Regions from separate parts of the Mus musculus genome. Here region 1 is linked to region 2. Evidence: chromatin contacts called from public promoter capture Hi-C data. All regions are on one chromosome and are shown on one strand. Each heading gives the region's core, a stretch centred on a gene start, on an enhancer-like site or on the middle of the called end of the contact. The rest is flanking DNA. Distances are from core to core; before and after follow the strand shown. Region 1 overlaps Fyn (Fyn proto-oncogene). Region 2 has its middle 17 kb from the start of Gm31562.

The links. Capture Hi-C pulls out chosen DNA fragments and counts their contacts.
Region 1: a promoter capture Hi-C map of adipose tissue shows a contact between it and region 2. The contact joins two enhancer-like sites. A contact is called at or near these places in 2 of 39 promoter capture datasets (liver and pre-B cells), 45 of 484 Hi-C or Micro-C datasets (the 63-12 cell line, the AML12 cell line, the BV-2 cell line and 28 more), 10 of 115 datasets of contacts at active chromatin or transcription factors (differentiating embryonic stem cells, embryonic basal ganglia, embryonic stem cells and 4 more) and 3 of 9 other capture datasets (adipose tissue, embryonic tail and liver).

Annotation. Positions count from the first base shown.
Region 1 is chr10:39,503,664-39,510,342 of GRCm38.p6, reverse strand. The region is part of intron 3 of Fyn (Fyn proto-oncogene); the gene reads right to left. Among named protein-coding and RNA genes, the nearest start is that of Gm40627, 83 kb to the left of the region's middle. Within about 2 kb of position 3,227, at least 41 of the 459 cell types and tissues checked have an H3K27ac peak or open chromatin away from gene starts, as enhancers often do. A contact at or near this core is called in adipose tissue, muscle stem cells and uterus, where this site is marked.
Region 2 is chr10:39,225,127-39,231,426 of GRCm38.p6, reverse strand. No RefSeq gene overlaps it. Among named protein-coding and RNA genes, the nearest start is that of Gm31562, 17 kb to the left of the region's middle. Within about 2 kb of position 3,611, at least 66 of the 459 cell types and tissues checked have an H3K27ac peak or open chromatin away from gene starts, as enhancers often do. A contact at or near this core is called in adipose tissue, muscle stem cells and uterus, where this site is marked.

The DNA of each region.
Region 1 (6,679 bases), core at 1,978-4,477, 280 kb before region 2:
TAACTCATATCCACGTAGGAGCTGTCACAGGCTGAGGAGATGCTGGTGGCAGTTCTTAAGCACTGCGCTCGTCTTACCAGGACACATTAGACACTCCAGAGCTCTCACAACCTACACTTCAGCAAATGCTTAGTGAGTTGACTTCAAGTTCTTGGGAATGAGAATGTTTGTCAGGCAGTCGCCTACTACTTGAGCTGAGATCACCAAATCTGGAACCCATTTCCTCATAAATCATTCAAGATGAATTTACAGCATGCTGTGTCCAAGGCGTTCTCTTGTTTATGGACAGCGAAGGATTTTAATGAGTTTCCAACAGGAAACTATCGCCAAGGCATAATCTACTGAGGCATTTCACCACCACTGCTGCACCATCAGATGGGTATGTACCTCGCTGACTTTGTCTTAACTCTTCCATGGTACAACGTTGCTTTGAGCTTTGGCAAGGACCAGACAGAACATACTTGCTCCAAGTGCTTTTTTTCTTGGGGATTTCATTGATTTGTTTAAGCAGAAGATGTGAGCCTAGAATTAGAGGGTCACGCTCACACCTGGCACCCCTGTCCACCAGGAGACATAGTAGGCAATGCTTGCAGATGTTTTCAGTTGCCAAAACTTAGGGAAAGGGGTACTTGTACTCTGTCAAACTTCTTACAAGGCACAGAATAGTCTCCTGCAACAAGCAATTCCCAGTGTCACAGGTATTACCCGGGAGAAACCCTGATTTTCTCCGAAACCTAAAACCAATGAGAACTTTCACTGCAAACCATCTTTTTAATGCAACAAAGCCACCTCATTAGAACTCTTGCAGAAAACAGGATATCGTGTCTCACGTAACAAAGAAAAGGCAACATTCTAAAGTCCCTAAAAAGAGTTCCACAGTGTTAACACAGAATTCACAGTGAAGGTATGAAAGGCATAATCCCCTTGAAGTCAGGGCCTGGCTGCTGGTCCTCTGCTTCCCAGCTGTGTGCACCTTACAAGCCTGGTGCAGAGCTAAGCATGCTACAGACATCAAGTGACTAAACCAAAATGATCAAAAAACAATTTTGGAGAAGGTAATCTTTGCAGAGGGAACGCAGTGCATGCCCTTGATGTTCTGAGTTAACTATATGCTTCTACTCGGATCTCGCTCTATTCTTGACTGATTTAGAGGAAGAATCAGGAGTAACGAGAGAAATGGGAGCAAGACAAAACAGAAATAATGCAGACACTAAGAGTCCATCATGATGATCTGTGTGAGAATCTGTGGTCTTCACCCTCCCATGTGGCCCAGGCAGCCTAACTACTCCTAGACAGAGTGTGAGGAGACACTATACAGATGGCATTCTGTGTCATCAGGCTCCTCACTGTGAGGCAAACTTCTGGGCATTTGGACTAAGATAAGAATCTCTCTGCCGGGCGGTGGTAGTGCACGGCAATCCTAGCACTTGGGAGGCAGATGCAGGTGGATTTCTGAGTTCAAGGCCAGCTTGGTCTACAAAGAGAGTTCCAGGACAGCCAGGGCTATTCAGAGAAACCCTGTCTCGATAAACAAAAACAAAAAACAAAAAACAAACAAAAAAAACCAGAAAAGAATATCTCTATTATTCGGTGTTTTCTGTGTCCACCAACATGGAGTAAGTGTACTAACTATTCTAGTTGCTTTTGATTTGTAGGTCACTGCAAAGCACTGTCAGTGCCACTCTGACAACACTGGGGCCCTGGAGTGCTGACTCGTAAGACACCACATCCATGTACCTAGTCAATGTGTCTGTCTAGAAGAGCTGGCAGCAGAGCGTCTTCACTAACCTGACCTTGTGCGACCAGTCCAGATATCCAGATTATAGCCTGTTTCTCCATCCCTTTGAAAGCTAAGGGACCCTGTTTCCTTAAATGGACATAGTCCCACAAATCTATTTAAGTTACACAACAGGGGAAGAGTTGCCAGACACACTGAAACACAGCCACACCCTCCTCCCATGAGCACAGCAGATATGATCGCTTTATACTACGGTCATGGTGTGGCCTCAAACCCTCCACACAGTTCTTCTGTGACAGAGGGGGCCCTGCAGTATGGGGGGGGGGGCTCAGCTATCACAGGTCAGGTACGTTCTGACCAGAGGTGGGCCCAGGTGGGTACCCACTCTCAACTTCTGAGGCTGGGCACACAAACAATGAGAAAGCTTCCATTTCCTCAGCTGCCAACCCAAGAGCAATGCCCATGATCAAGTTCTACAGCTGCTGGGTAACAAGGCCTGGATGAGACACCGGGCATGCTGGCAAATGCCTTTCTCTGCAACATACAGGGAAAAGAGCCAATGAGTAGCCGCCATCTTAGCAGAGTAGGCTGCTACCTTGGAGCCAACTTAAGAAGGAATGGAGAAGTGACAGCTCTAGACTTAGCTCTTCATCCCTATCCCCCTCCCATGCCCCATTCTCACCCTGGGAGCCTAGTGGGCAGCGCTGGCCTGGGAAAGGACAGTGAGGTCTGGCCACAGAACTCTGACACGACTTGCCTCATGGTCCCTTCCACTCTAGCATCGCTCTTTCTTGGGCAAAGCTGACAATGGAGAGTAAGAAAAGGATGGGAGCCGGACCAACGACACATAAGCAATGAGGAATTCAGAGCAGAGTTGTAGGTCCCCTGCAGCTCCTCACACTGTGTCAGGGGCAGAGGCAAAAGTGGACCGCTTCATGAATGAACAGCAGTGGGATGAGAGAGGGCAGGAGGAGGCGGAGCACAGTCAGAGTGAGGCGACCTTAGGAGAGAGGCTCCTGGCACACAGCTTTTGATGCTGAGAAAATCAACACCATCCACAGGATGAGTAACTTTACTAGGACTTTAAGGAACTTTACTAGATTCTCGGCAGACAGTGAATCCCCTGAGGAGCCAGGGCAGCTGATTAGGAGTTTTCCGCACATAACTGCTAGAGCCTCATTTAGGCAGCTCAACACTATGCCCGGAGCAGTGGTAGCTGGGTTACAGAACCTGCCAGCCAAGTTTCCTGATTCACCAACACCTTTCCATCCTGCCCAATGGGTTGTTCCTTCTTCCTAGAACACAGCCAGATGACCCTGGCAGCTTAAGGGTCTTTATCTGTCTTTTCGGTACAGTCAGAGAGGTCCTAGGAATTAGGTGGATGGAGAAAAAGCAGGGTGCCTTGGTGCCTCTTGGTTGCATAAGCACTGGTGGAGGTCCTAAGCCAAAGGAAAGATCCAGCCGGGTTTGCATTGTGCAACTGTAAGACCTTGGGGGCTGAGCCGCAGACAGCCTTAGTGCTGGGTCCACCCTGTGTCAGCGCAGTGCAGTGCAGTTCTGCCCACTTGGCAAAGTATACTTGCTGCCAGATGGATGGAAGAAGTGAGCCATTTGTCCCTGGCCCTGCTGAGGTTGTGCTGTGGTGCGCAGAACTGTAAGCTACCTTCCAACTTCCTGTACAGTCTCCAGGATGTGTGAATTAAACAGCCGCTCCTGTGTTAGGCTGTGTCACTTGGCGTAGCCAACCTTAGGAAGGACAGTGTCCCCGTGAGCTGACCTCATCAAGTAAGCCCTGGAGGTCATGGCTCTTCTTGCACATGCAGAGCCGAAGTGTGAGAAGAAGCATTCAAAGTGAGGATCCTCTCTCCTGCAGCTCTTAACACGTGGCCAGATGTGGGCTCTCCACTGCTGAGGAGCGCTCACAGCTGGCAGAGCAGGGAACTGGCATGTCAGTTCCAAGACCACAGCAAACCAGAGCAACTGAGACTGATCAAGAGTCTGTGTGAGTCAGGAAACCGATTCTTCCCTAGCAAGGCCCCAGTGACAGCTCAGCTGACACCCTTAGTTCAGCCTCGCTGATCAGAGATTCCGGTCATGCTACGTGCCGGCTTACGGCCCACAGAATGGTGAGCTAATACACGGATGCTGTCCGAAGCCTGCAGAAGATGAATGCCTAGTTACGGGATGGGGCACTGTAGAGGTGGTGGTTCCACATCCTGGCAGTCATAGCCAACATCCGAAGTGTATGTATGCATACTCATGTATGCCAGGCACTGCACTGTACTGCACTGGAAAACGCAACCCCACCACCACATTCTAAGTCCTCAAACATGGGCCCTGTTATAGAGAGGTAGGGGAATGTGTCCACAGCTCAGCTCGGGGTGGGGACGAGAGGTGACAACAGGTGACTAGAGTCCATGTCCAGAACTCAGGACTTCTGCAACAAAGCTGCTTTCTGTACCATGGAGCCCTGGTAAGTCCACACAAAAGTGTACAAAAGAGGCATGGCGGGAAAGTCAGAGGGAAGGACGCCTCTTGACACCACGTCCAGGGACAGAGAGCACAGTGCCTCTGTTAGCCTTGGTGCCTCTGTCTCCATCTACATTCCACACTGTGAATAGTGGGTTCTATGGAGGTGCTGGAACCACAGTGAGTCACCTCTTCCTTGGTATGGTTTGGCATCTTAATGACTGTTTGAGCCAACAAAACTAAAGCAGCCCTCAATTTCCCCGTCTTCCCTATCTGTGGCAAGGGTATTTATACATACCACGAGGGAGGCGGTAGCGGAAAGTTTCCTTGGTATAAAAATGAGCTCTCCTATTGCATTTAAGACATGATTCACTTTACAGGCAAATTAACTCATGAAGTGAAGTGTTCGTATAATCTGCCCCACCCCCAACCAAACACAAAAGACGTATGTACTTGTGGTAGAATGCTGTGAAGGAAAGCCCCTACCAAACGCTCCTTCTGACACCCTGCAGTCTCTCAGGTGAGAAGGCCACGGGACAGGGGAGTGTGCACAACGCAGACACTGACCACATGCAGTGGCCAGAAGACTGGACCTGCTACGCATCAAATCAAAGCTTTACTTCACAAACAGCAAGTGTCTGGATCATCCATGTGTGTGGTCACTGCAAAGGCTCTGAGGGGACGAGGATGGATCCTGTCCCACCCTGACAGCAATGGATGAAACCAATCACTCATAGAACACCATGGCACAGCAGAAAAGAGGCGCATTCCCGGCACCTGGAATCAGCTCTGTCGATGCTTGTGTAGATAACCCCTAGGCTGAGAAACTGCAGTCTTTTCCTTTTTCCCACCCCACCCCCCTCACTGCGCCTGGAGCTCTGAAGGCTTAATGGAAGGGAGACAGAAGCGTGAGCCCCCGAGAGTGAGCATTCACACTGCTGTCAGCCAGCCAGCCACTGGATGGGCTCCCAAACCTAAATGGCCAAATGAAGTTTTAACAGGGAATCATGGAAGGGCTCCAGGGAGAGGGAGAGATGCTTCTTGCGCCCAGTTTGCTTTGGATCTCTGAGTCGACAGAAGAGAGAGAGAAGGTGCTGATGCAAATGAGAGTATTAGCCCTGTTTGTACGAAGGGATTCTGGAGAGGCAGGGCACACCTTCCCCAACTCTTCCAGACCACAGAAGAGTGTGGCACAGTTGGTTTTTATAAAGGAGCCATTACTGCCATTTAATTCCAGAACACATTCTTCATCCTCAAAGAAACCCCTGTGCTCTAAGCAGCCACTTGCCAATGACCCCTATCTTCCCTGACGCCCATCTAACCTACCTAGGTCTCTGTGGGTTTGCCTAATCCAGATATTTGGTATGGATTTAATCACATGATACACAACCTTGGTTTCGTTCTATTTTTCATCAGGGCACAACGCATTTAAGATTCATCTGCAGTGTAGTAATATAGCATTGTATTAAAGTTATCATTACATTAATCACTAAATATCTGTCACTGTATGACTATATCATAAGGTGCTCATCCATTTAGAAATCATGAATATCCTGGATACTTCCTCCTTTGAATAATTCTGTTATCCACATTTATGTACAAGTTTATTTTGTAGATAGATATTTTAAAAAATGGATTTATATAGATAAGACAAACCAACTAGGCAGGAAATGAGGGAACACTATTGGTAGCACCTTCCTCTCCCCCCACACCACTGAAGCTTTAGGGGAAACACCAGTTTCCACAAGTAATCAGGGAAACACTTAGATTAGTAAGTGATTTAATTAGTAACTAAATTCACAGATGAATCCTCTACCCAACAGTGACAGAGGGTCCCTTGAAATGAGTTTGCTCCTACAGTACTGTGGGGACTTCTGGTAAACCAAACTGGTAATGTCAACAAGGGGCCTAAGACAGGCTTGCCTTTGGGCCTGTGAGTATGTGCTAAGTGAGGTTTTATAAAATGCTGTTCATCACTTTGGAAATTAGAAAACATGCAAGTGTTTAATGAGAGGTGGTGAATTTATAAGGTATGTCTACGACAGAATGGTAAGCAGAGGAGAAAACAGACACGGTGAGTACTCTGAAGCAGTGCGCTGTGTCAAGGCAGCACTGGGCCATTCCAGCTACAAAATGGATGCCTGCGATGCGCTTTAGGGGGACAGGCTGAATCACCGCAGGCGCGTGACAGAGACTGCACTGTGAGAATGCACCATGTTGATGAGTTCAAGTTCCCTTGTTTCAGTTCTCAACTGAATTTGTATGTAAGTTGAAACAATCACATAGTAATAAAGCATAAAACTGGAGATGGGAGGGGAGCACATTAAGAGGCAACTTCTGGAAGGCACAATAGCTAACCAGTCAAGAGCAGTGAGCGTGCTTTCTACTCCTTGCTGGGTGCTGAGGGGTTGTGCAGCAAGCAGGCAGTGAGAACACACAGAGAGAGCTGCAGAAACCTTACTGTGGCAAGGG
Region 2 (6,300 bases), core at 2,362-4,861:
AGACTTCAGAAAGATGGGACATCTTGAAAATCAGGTAGTATTTGGATATACAGATCCCAGGGGAGGAAATAAGCCGGACAGGATGCCAGAGACAAGACAACTGTGGGTCTGGATGGGAAGGCTCGGTTGGGGGTTCTTAAGTTCATTTGAAAGGCACTGGGAGGAGGCTGCAGAATACTGAGTGGATAATAACGCATCCGAGCTGTACTTCAGGAATGCTAATCTAGTTGCAGATTCTAAACCGCATTATAGAAGAGAAATGCAAAGCAGGGGTAATTATCCGGGACAGAGGACAGAGCACAACAGGGACAGTGGGTGGAGAAATGCAGTCTTGGGAAGATGGAAGAGAGGGTAAGGCGGGGCAAGCAGAACTTCACATGCCGTCGAATGTGGAGGACCAAAAGAAATCTGTAACAAAGGAATGCTGAGATGGTGGACCCCCCCCCCCCACAGGCTGAGCCCAGGATCCTGAAACCACAGTTGGATAGTGCAGTAGCTGTTGGGGGACCACGCTCCTCTCTGTCATGATGAGCGATAAGGCTCAGAAGTCACGGGCCATTGCCAGGGTGTGGCTGCAAAGACAAGATCACCACAGATCTGTCTGAAGCACACTGATATGGTGAAAGGAGGAGGGTATGGAGGAGGTGCCTCAGGAAGTGAGGAAGAAAACAATGTCAGAGAAGACAACCATGGTGGTTCGAGAAGGAGTCCCTGGCACTGCCCGATGTGCTAAGACCTAGGAAAGGTGGAAGAGAATGCTGGGTTCATAGGACCTTATCTCCTTCCTTCATCATACTCTTAATATTATTTTCTGATAGAAGTCCTTGTTTCATAACCCTGGGATCCTCTCTCTTTTCTTCTCTCAGCTCCTACAGTCCGCCAAACAAGTCCATTGTTTTGTTATTTTCAGGATTGCTAAGGACCAGCCTCAACTGGAGAGGGGTTCTGAGGGAGGAGTGTCTGGGAGCAGTGAACGCAATGACTACAAGTTCATGGGTTCAATCTGACAACCTACGTTCTGTTAGAGATAGCTTTCCAGACAGCTTTCTGTAGGTTCTGCTCTCTCCGGAGATCTCCAGGCAGCTCTCTCTTTCTATGTTCTGCTTGGCAATTCTCCAGGCAGTTCTCTCTTTTTATACTAAAAAATTCTCTGGATAGCTCATCTCTTGCAGATCACTGCCCAGCGTTTTATTTACATATCAATTCAGTCATTACCCCAGGTTCCCATTTGATTTTCCCATGAATCAGCATCCTGTGACCCCAGCCCCTTGATTTTTAGGGGACAGCAAACTCACTTTTTTTTCTTCTTCCTATTACAAAAGGATTCAGAGATCTGACTGTCATTGTGAAGTACAGACAATAAGCTAGCTAGGTGGGACCTCGAATTGAAATTAACCATTTCTACCATGCCTGGGCCTGGATCTCTCTGTCCCAGTCTGACCTCAAACTCAGGAATCTGTCTGCCTTTGTAAACATAAAAAATTTAGCTGGGTAGGGTCTCCTGCCATTACCACTCCCTAAATCTTTTTATCTCCTTCCTTAGTATCTTTCTGATGAGTTGACTCGAAGCACAGCTGTTTTGTTCCTTTAGATTCTCGAAACCCCTCATTTAATTCATATTGCATCCTTATATTTTGCATAGTTGAGAAAGTATATATTTTTAAATTCATGGTTTTAGAGTTCTTTTCCATGGCTTGCAGGACTGTCCAGAAAGTCCTAGTGTTTGCCATTTTGCTGAGCCATAGCCACACAGCACTCCTGGACATCTGCTGTGCATGGAGTCACTAACATTAGCAGGGAGGACATGCCTGGAGGGAGGAACAAGAAAATATGTACATTATTATAAGAGCAAGCCTTATGCCCACCACAGCCATTGACACTCATGGAGGCCCATGCCTTGTTGGCCCTGTCCTAGGGACAAGAACCACGTCATTCCACCCCCACTAAGGGCACAGGATTCTGTCTATTTTGTGTACACACATGGGGGGGGGCAAGGGGGAGAGGAATTATTTTAATGAAACAGTTGTTGTGGTTATTTTAATGATAGGAACCTAACAGTGCAAATCTGTTGGGCAGATAGCAAGCTGGAAACCCAGGCGGGGTCTGACCGGATGAACTCCGCCCAAAATTATTGTTGTAAGCCTTCACCTTCAATGGCCTTTCTCCCTTCCCAAGTTTAACAGGTCTACACATTAACCTTCAAAGAAACACTTAGATTAGTATCCAAGTAAATAGCAGTGGTATAATCTACTAGAGTTGACATAGCCGACTATCACTATGCAATTTCTAGTGGAGTCGTACAGAGTACAAACAAGTTCTGGTGTGTCTGAAGGCAGCTACAGTGTACTCATATAAATGAAATAAATCTTAAAAAAAAAACCACAAGAGAGAGAGGGAGGGAGAAGGGGGAGAGAGAGAGAAGAAGAAGGAGGAGGAGGAGGAGGAGGAGGAGGAGGAGGAGGAGGAGGAGGAGAAGAAGAAGAAGAAGAAGAAGAAGAAGAAGAAGAAGAAGAAGAAGAAGAAGAAGAAGAAGAAGAAGAAGAAGAAGAAGAAGATTGTCACTGGTACAAGGCTCTGGAAATGTTTGCATATAAAGACTGGGACAGGGGTGGGGGTGGAGGTGGCGTGGTAGAGAGGAAAGAGGGCTTGAAAATCCTAAGTCACTGTTGTATGTGGCTGAACTGAGATAAATTTTAAGGGGCTCAAAATTAGAAAAGAAGTTTGCTGTTGCTCAGACAATAGACAAGAACTAATACTACAGTCTGGAACTGTGAGAATGAAGTCAAAAGCGACCTAATAAGGCTAAGTAGATACTCCAGTGGCAGAGAGACAGTTCTTGACAGATTTTTTTTTTCCTCAGATGATAAAAGAATAATTTTTGTCTGGAAGTTGGTTGATTAAAAAAAAAAAAAGGTGGGGGAGATAAAACCCTTTTAGGAAATAAAGACACACACAAACACACACACAGAGTCATGTGTTTGGAAAACAAAACAGCTTACAGCAGATATGCAGATATTGCTGCAAAACAATTGGAATTAGCATTGCTGAGACATTCCCAAGCCTGAGGAGTCTCCCCATTAGCCTTCTGTGCATCTAGGCAAGGAGGCATCATTACACAAATTACAAGCCTGGAGAAGGGGCTTTTCACGGGGTGAACTTGCGAGAACAGTTAAACCAAAAGCAATTTTGCCTGACTGCAATTTACTCTATTCCCTCCGCTGCCGTTGAAGATATTTATGCTTGAGCAGAATTCTCACTCCCAATCTGATTTCTCCTTTTTCTCAATCCAGCCATGAAGTCATCCAGTTCTCTGTTTGGGACAATATGATTTGCTGCCATGGAAACAATTAAGATATCATAAATTTATCTTGCCCCTCGAGATCAAAGAGGAAAAGCAATAATACTAACATTTTTTTGCAGTTCAATAATGCCGTTCACCCAGCATCTCTGCTTAGTAAAGAGCATCGATCCGCAGATGGAGAAAAATGAAGGGGCACGCACGCTCCCGCTGGCTCATAGACAGGGTCGAGGATGTCCAGAGAGTTCCAATCCCCACCCAGCGCGGCTGTTCAGGAGTCAGCTCTCAGTTTCTATCTTTGTGAATGACAATGAAGAGCTGGCCCGGCTCAGCGCCAGCACTTCACCAGCTGTTCTTCATTACAAGAGTATTTGGTGGAACCTGGTTTGATAAAAACAGACAAACAAAAGCCCTTGGCGACTGTCACAGGGTGAAAATATTTATAGAGGGGAGGAAAAGAGGTCTGGTTGGAGAGCATTAACGCGCAGGCTTTCCTGCCCAGCTCGCTCCTCCAGTGCCCCTCCAAGTTCATTCTCTGGGCTCCCAGCCATGGGCCAATCGCTCTAGAAGCTAATGGCCCTTACTTAATGAGCCTCTCACTTGTACAGACCCTTCCCCCCAGGATCTAGGAGAGACCTTAGTGATGTGTTCATTTGAATAGAATAAAAATATTATTTTTTTTGTACTCTAGTTTCCTCTTGTGTTAAAGGATTCTGGAGCTTTGAGGGGAGCCTGCTGTGGGAAGATGAGTTAGGGAGGAATTTGGGTTAGGTAGTGTATTAAACTTAAATTATTTTCAGTTGTTTCTCAGTGTTAGTGGCTCTCAGGAATATTGTTAATGCCCACTACCTGCTGACTCCTCACTCCGTGAGTGGTGAGAAATTTGAGTGTGCCTTGGGTAGGAGTCATTGGAACAAGACACTGCAAGCTTTCCTTGTGAGTGGGATGTACAGGGTGCAATAATGCGTCTTTTACTTTGAGGCAGATGGATGCCTTAGCTCTTCCTGGACCACACTGACCACCTACAGCTGATTATGATGAGAAAGCTCCTAAATCTCCACTGAGTTTGTTTCCTGTCTTAGTACCCTTGGCCTTGGACTTAAGTATGAGGTACAGTTTCGGGGGCTTCTCTATGCCCATGGCTACTGCCCAAGAAGCCAGTTTGCACCTATAGGTGCCTAGTTTACATCTGAAGTCAATTTAATATCCATTGATTCAATGGCTCCCCTCTGAGTGACACTGGTATAACACAGATCACCTTCATTATTAGCTGCAGTTCTTGTTCCCTTGCTCTAACAAGAGGCTAATGATGATGCTTTGATGATGCAGTTAGTTCAAAGACTGGCAGCTGTGACTGGGTAGCCACCTTTGCCCCAGTGACGGTGTGCACTTTCTACAATGTCACATGTGCTTTCTCTTAAGGACTCAGCTTCTCTTTCAGTCAAGTTTCCATGTCGACAAACTGGCTCATGCCTAGAAATTTGGCAAGGACATTTGGTTGTAATTTATTTTTGTTAACAACTGTGATGGCAGATTTTGGTTGTCAACTTGACTGCATCTGGAATTAATTAAAACTTAAATGACTGGGCACACCTGTGAGAGACTTGTTTGTTAGAAGACCCTTTTCTGATGCAGATCTTTGGGGTGAGAAGATGTACTTTACTCAGGACCACAGCTTCTGCTGGTAGTCTATACAAAGGACATGGAAGAAGAAAGCTTGCTCTGTTTGCTTACATGCTTTCACACTCTCTGGCAAGTCCATTCCTTCCCTGGCATTACAGCATACTTCTTCAGGATTCTGGCGTATACTAAAGACCAGCTGAGACATCCAAGCCTCATGGACTGGACAACTACTAAATCTTGGACCTTACATATCAGTGTAAGATGGCCATTGTTGGACTAGCTGGACCACAGGCTGTAAACCATTCTAATAAATCTCCCTTATATATAATATAAAAATAATAAATATATATTTGTTCTATAAGCTTTGTTCCTCTAGAGAACCCTTATATACCATCTGAGTAGCATCCTTGCTGGACAGCCATATTTTAGCCTAGGGAAACTATTTGTTAATAGTGGAGAGCGTTTCCTTTGAGAGGGCTCATAATAATCCAGTAATCCAAAATCTTTCTCTAGGACTAGATAACTTCGCAGGTAAATTCAGCCACAGGTATCTCTTGGGAATTGCCCTTGTAGATCCCATCCTAACATTTCCCCTAAGCAGCAAGACACAAGCTCTGGAGACAGACAGTAGAGGCTCTACCACATACTATCTAGGCACCATTTAACAAGTTACTTAATATCTTTGGGACTCATTTTTTTTTTTAAAGCTGCAATCTGGGTATAGTCCAGTACTCCTTTGGCAGTTGTAATGAGTTCAGGTATATAAAGCATTTATAATAATGCCAGTACACTTTGGCATCATTACCTGTGATGGTTTGTATATGTTGACCTAGGAAGTGGCACTATTAGGAGGTGTAGCCTTGTTGGAATAGGTGTGTCACTGTGGGTGTGGGCTTTAAGACCCTCCTCCTAGCTGCCTGGAAGCCAGAATTTTCCTAGCAGCCTCCAGATGAAGATGTAGAACTCTCAACTCCTCCTGCACCATGCCTGCCTGGTCACTGCCATTCTCCCACCTTGATGATAATGGACTGAACCTCTGAACCTGTAAGCCAGCCCCAATTAAGTATCCTGGTAAGAGTTGCCTTGGTTGTGGTATCTGTTCACAACACTAAAACCCTAAGACAGAAGTTGGTAGCTAAACATATACAAACCATCACATTACCTAAGTCTCTGTTATCCTGGTGCTTTCCTTCAGCCAGCTCCCACTCAGCTTCACCCAGTTCCAGATGCAAGCTGTGGTTTCTGCCTCCTCTCTGCTCCTGCAGTAGACTGTGATGGCCTGCACTGCCATACTCTTCATGACCTGGAGGTTCCTGCCTGTCTGTTTTCCCTGCCTGGTTTTGTGTTCTTCCAGGGCTCAGATCTTGACACGGTGCAGC